Linked DNA regions of Mus musculus: region 2 is linked to region 1. Evidence: chromatin contacts called from public Hi-C data. All regions are on one chromosome and are shown on one strand. Each heading gives the region's core, a stretch centred on a gene start, on an enhancer-like site or on the middle of the called end of the contact. The rest is flanking DNA. Distances are from core to core; before and after follow the strand shown. Region 1 holds the start of Tpbg (trophoblast glycoprotein). Region 2 has its middle 140 kb from the start of Tpbg.

Region 1 (2,874 bases), core at 248-2,747:
GAGCGCCTCCAGGTCGGCGAGCGGCGGCTGGCGGGCGAAGGCGCCCGCCGGGAGCACGGTCATCTGGTTGCCGGTAAGGAAAAGGTTGCGCACGTAAGGCGGTAGATCCGCCGGCACCTCCAGCAGGTTGCGGTTCACGCACTTAACCGTGCGCGCCGCCTCGGAGCACTCGCACGCCGCGGGGCATCTCTCGGCTGGCGGAGGCTGCGCAGACCCCGAGGCCAGGAAGGCTGCCGGGGAGGTGGAAGACGAGGGTACCGAAGAGCTGGGGGCCGACGCGGAGACCCAACCCAGCAGCACTAGCGCCAGCCTTGCCAACCTCAGCCGTCCGTCCCCGGCGGAGGGGCCCCGGGAGCCCGCCCCAGGCATCGCGGCTCGCGGTTCCCCGGAGCTGGGACAGCGCCCGCTCCGAAGACTCGACCGCCTGGGCCCGGCGGGCGCGAGCCGGCCGCAAGCGTCGACGGCAAACTTTCCTCGCGTGGGAGCAGAGGAGGGGACGCCAAAAGCTGGAACTTGGCTAACCCCGAGCCACCGGGCGTCCCCCTCCCGGAGCGGCACCCCGCCCTTCCCTCCAGTGAGTACGCACGGCGGGTCGGGACACGGGCCTTGGCGCTCCTCCTCCCGCCGCAGCTGGGGTGGGTGGCACCTCCTCAACTCCTTTGTTGGCGCCTCTCTCAGGGCAGGATCGGATGAGCGACCTGGGACAAGCGGGAGAGAAGCGTGAGGAGGAGTGACGGCCGCAGCTCCCCGAGTACGAACCAAGTAGTCCCCACACTAGCAACCCGGCCCAAGCTTCTGTGTGCGTCCTTCCTCCCTAGTGGGACGCGGTCCCCACTCCCAGGCGCTAAGCCTACCTCTTCCGGGCCCACACCATCAGGACCCGGGCCACCTCCCGCCTGGCTCCTGCCCGGATTGCCCTCCTCCCGCCTAGAACTTCACGCAGACCCCGCGGTGTCCAGCGAGCAAACTTCTCCTTTTTCCGGATCCCAGCTCCTACCGCCCCGGCCGACCACCTGCCTTCCGGGGTCCCCGCCCCCGCCGCTCCTCCCCCTCCCACCTTGGGATGAGAGCGAAGTTTCGGGTTACGGGACTCTTAAGAGCTTTTTTTTTTTTTTGGTACCTCCTTGGATTAGTGTGAAAAGGGGAGCAGAGCCGTACAGCTGTCGCCTACTCTCGACTCCCCAGTTCCTGGCCACCCAGCTCCCCGATCCCGAGAGGATCCAGACATCTCCAGAAAAACGGAGGGAACCCGCCAACAAAGCGGCCGTGGGACCGTGGGCGGTGTGGCAGCCAGGACCCCCCCCCCCCCGGCTCTCTTCACGCCCTAGTATAGAAAGGAACCCTGGTCCCGCCTCCAGGCTCCAAACCTGGCCGCTCGGTCCCCACTGCTCACCTCCGCACCCCGCGCCTGCAAAGCCAACTCCGAGGGCCACCCGAGTCCACGCGCCTTCCCAGCTCCTGCTGCGGGCGCCGACTCTCCTCTCAACCCCAGCCCCTGGCCCAACCTCCACGGCTGGGAAAAACCAAGCCGGGGGGCGGGGGAGGGCCAGGGCTGCAGGAGAGATCGCCGCCGCGCTGGCCACCTCTGCTGCCCCAGGTAGGGGCTTCAGGGAGGGATACGAGGGGCAACCTAGGCTGGGCGACTCCCCTAGGCGGAGATAAATGAGCAACGCATCCCGAGAAGGTGAGGGATTCCCCTTCTGTTCCCCCTCCCCGGCATCCTTTGGTGGTTCCGTATTTTGCATAGCGTATTTACCTCGGACAGAAACAAAACCGCTGGTGGACCTCTTGGAATTCACGCTGCTTCTGGCACCGCTGGCAGTGAGGAGAGGGATTTAAGCGTGAGCAAAGCAGCAGTAGAAGAAGGAGCTGCACAGGTTACATCCGCCGCGGCAAACGCCTGGGTTGTGAGGGAGATTCAGAAAGTCTCCTCTCTCGTGGCTCGGTTTGGCTGGCAACTTCAGTTTATGAGGTAGTTAGTTAATGCCTTCCTACCTGTGCCGCCCCCGCACGTCTAGGGTAGTTATCAAACTTGTAAAGACAGTCAACTTTAAAGTGGGGGAGGGTTACTGGAAAGGACACTCATTCTTGATTCATTATGGGTGGTTTTTTCCCCCCTCCTCTCAAAATTAAAACCAGAGGGAAGAAAATTGCAGCTAAAACACCCCAGAAACAAAAGCAAATTGCAAAGACGTGAGTCACCCGGAAAGCTCCCTACACCAGATGCGGTGCGTTGTGTCAGCACAAGTCACTTACGCAGGGAGCGCTCGCGGCGGGAGGTGGGCGGGCTGACCTGGGAAAGAAGTTTGTCCCAAAGTCTGTCTCCCAGGGGGCGCTGGCAGGCGCCGGATGATGGATTAGGGAAACGACTGGAATGCTTATAGGACCAATGTCATTAAGTCTGGAGAGAGTTGGAGTCCCGAACGCCCTCTCATTGCTCTCTCAAAAAGTCTTATCTGCTTTTCCTCAGTCAAATTTTCCCCAAGTTAAAAGGTGTGGGTGATTACAGACTATTTCATTTTAGAGAGAGAAACGATAGGAGAGATAAGGCTGGGAAAAAGAAGACCCAGTATAATAAAAGTATCAAGTTAAGGAAGCCGGGGATTGTTCCCCACAACATGCATCATGACTGTGGCGGTCCAATTCTGAGTCTATGGCTGTTTCTTTCTGTGGAAAGATAGTCCACAGAAACACCAGCCAAAATGGCCCAGGAAAAAAAGCTGCAGAGCCTGGAGACTGCAGAGATTTGTGCAAAAAGACAGTTTCATTAATTTGCATCTTCAGCACATTTATCTAAATCCCTTTCTCTTATTTTTAAAAGTGTTTTGCAGTATAAATGTGAAAAGCTTTGAGGGGAAAAAAAAACCGACTCAG
Region 2 (2,700 bases), core at 137-2,636, 140 kb before region 1:
TCTATAAAGAATTGCGTTGGAATTTTAATAGGAATTTAATTGACTCTGTAGATTGCTTTTGGTAAAATGGCCATTTTCATTATGTTAGTCCTACCAATCCATGAGCATGGGAGATCTTTCTATCTTCTGAGGTCTTCTCCAATTTCTTTCTTCAGAGACTTGAAGTTCTTGTCATACAGGTCTTTTACTTGCTTGGTTAGAGTTACACCAAGACATATTATATGTGGCTATTATGAAGGGTGTTGTCTCCCTAACTTCTTTCTCAGCCCATTTATCAGGAGGGCTATTGATTTATTTGAGTTAATTTTTTATTCAGCCACTTTGCTGAAGGTGTTTTTCAGCTGTTAGAGTTCTCTGGCAGAATTTTGGGGTGTGTGTGTGTATATATATGTATGTGTGTGTGTGTGTGTGTGTGTGTGTGTGTGTGTGTGTATACTATCATTCATCTGAGAATAGAAATACTTTGACTTCTTCCTTTCCAATTTGTATCCCCTTGATCTCCTATTGTTGTCTTATTGCTCTAACTAGGACTCCAAGTGCTATATTGAATAGATAGGAAGAGAAATGAGGGATGAAAGAGTAGAAAAGAGGAACATGGGAAAACAATAAAGTTCATTATATACACACATGAAACTGTCAAAGAATAAAAATGCCCAATTTACATTTAAAACAAAAGTTATGTTATCGAAAGTATGGCATGTTATTTATTGAGAAATGCATGTTTTGGATTTTTTAAGAACTGAAAATAATATTAGCATCTCAGAATTACAGAAGTGGGGTGGCTGACCTTGCCTCATCTGCTCTGTACTCTTGGGCCACAGAGGCTGGTGAGGGGAAAAATAAGTGTGTGTGGGTGGGGGAGACAGAGACAAGGAGAGTCATAATAGCATGAGTCATGGGTATGTTATTAAAGGAAGGTGGGGAGGGGAAGGAGAGCTCTGTGCCTGAGGCAGGGTGGAAACTGATTTTACCTAAATGCATCTTTCTTATTTTGTACTTCATTTTATAAAGCTCTTTTTGTTGCCCTTGAAGGATGTTTACTTCTTAAGGGATAAACACGGGTGATAAAAATAACACACACACACACACACACACACACACAAAACGAAGACAAATAACTTTCCAATTAGTCCAACCAATTTCATTTTAAACAAATAATGTCTGTTTTTATCTTTTTTCGAAAGAAGCAATTGACTTTGCTTTCATTCCGAAAGCATTTATAGCATTCCCAAAAGGATATTTCTGGTGAATAAAATGAAAACCTGAGATGAAAAACTGCCAGGTCAGTTATCAGAGGGCTTGATTTATGGCTTAGCGGCAGTTGGCTTCACTCTGCATGTCTGCGAGCCACTGTGTCAGAGCAAAGCCTCTCCTGAGATGAGGAGCAGCTCACTGAATCACTTCCCATGGCAGCAGGTCGTAAAGGATGCAAGGCGGAGAGCCCATGCAATATTAGACTAGCAATAGTGTTTTACAGGGACATTATCCCTGGGAACAAACACAGATATTGAAGGACAAAGAGCAATTCCATCCAGAGCTGCTCACTAGATTCCTGTCCAAGAATAAGTGTTACTATTGTCTATGGCAAAAATTAAGTCTTTTTTTTTTGCCAGAGTAGTGATTCATTTAGTATTGTTACCATTCTTACAAAGTCTTATGTTATATATAGTGAAAATTTCGGGAAAGCAAAGAAGAAATACACAGAAAAAGATGGGCAAAAATTTCTACTTCCTTTCAAGTTTTATGCTGACCTCTTTTTTTTTTTTTTTTTTTTGGCTAGACTAGACTTGTTGCCCTGACCTACTAGTTGTCTAAACTATACAAAAACAAATATTAAAAAAGTGTTTTTGTGTGGTGTGTGCCGCACCTACTATCTTACTCCTCCATGACAGGATCTCTGACTGGACCTAGAGATTCCTGACATTTTAGCTAAGCTAGATGACCCACAAGACCCATCAATCACAGTAACTCTGAGTGATCAATTACAAAAAAAAAAAAAAAAGAGCTACAGGCAAGAGAGTGCAGTGGTTAGGAACCTGGAGGATTCCAACAACCCAAGTCTAAGTTCCTTGCTTCCTTTGCTTCCTTTTTCTTAGAAGCTGCAGAGCCTCGTTACCCATTGGGGTTGGGTTTTGCTTTGTTTGCTTCTGTGAAATAGGACATACCTGGCTCCTGGTGATGATTCAAGGATTCAGTAGAGTAGGGCTTGCACAGACACACCATCAGATACTTCTACTACCCCAGCCTTTTCTTTCCATCTTCTGTCAACAGATCCTGTTCTAGATCCAGTGTCTCCTATTGACAAGTATTTCAAGCTCAGGTCCTGTGACTACAACCTAAGTATATGGGGAAGCTGCTGTGAACCTGATCCACCACTTCAGCATCATCACCGTCATAAGATGCATCAAGGAAAGTGCCCTTGGCCAGTGTAGAGCAATAATGGGAAGCTGGAACTCATGACAGAAGCCAGCTTCCCTATTACATGTAGGGTTGCAGCCCAAATTGATATAGAAATTTCTCACCAAGTAAAATCAAAGAAAGTAGGAGAAAGGAAAAGATAAACGTGAGATTGGAAATAAAATATAACACCAACATGTAACTGGTAAGTCAGCAAAGTCACAGATGGCTCTACAAAGTCTCATACAATTCACAGACACCTGGCAACCCTTGTGAAGGACAGGGATATGATGCTGGGATGCG

The links. Hi-C and Micro-C count contacts between places; a contact is called where the count stands out from the background.
Region 2: a contact with region 1 is called in a Hi-C map of embryonic fibroblasts, with 2.1 times the contacts expected there. The contact joins the enhancer-like site here to the promoter of Tpbg in region 1. A contact is called at or near these places in 2 of 39 promoter capture datasets (embryonic stem cells and liver), 4 of 484 Hi-C or Micro-C datasets (cortical neurons and embryonic fibroblasts), 3 of 115 datasets of contacts at active chromatin or transcription factors (embryonic stem cells and neural progenitor cells) and 2 of 9 other capture datasets (adipose tissue and pancreatic islet).

What each region holds. Positions count from the first base shown.
Region 1 is chr9:85,841,475-85,844,348 of GRCm38.p6, reverse strand. Tpbg (trophoblast glycoprotein) reads right to left here and starts at 1,497. Exons shown (of 2, transcript NM_001164792.1): 1 at 1,394-1,497; 2 at 1-698. The coding sequence starts at 369. It overlaps LOC115487186 (a long non-coding RNA gene), which reads left to right and starts at 669. Exons shown (of 2, transcript XR_003948199.1): 1 at 669-751; 2 at 1,134-2,874.
Region 2 is chr9:85,984,552-85,987,251 of GRCm38.p6, reverse strand. No RefSeq gene overlaps it. Among named protein-coding and RNA genes, the nearest start is that of Tpbg, 140 kb to the right of the region's middle. Within about 2 kb of position 1,386, at least 23 of the 459 cell types and tissues checked have an H3K27ac peak or open chromatin away from gene starts, as enhancers often do. A contact at or near this core is called in embryonic fibroblasts, where this site is marked.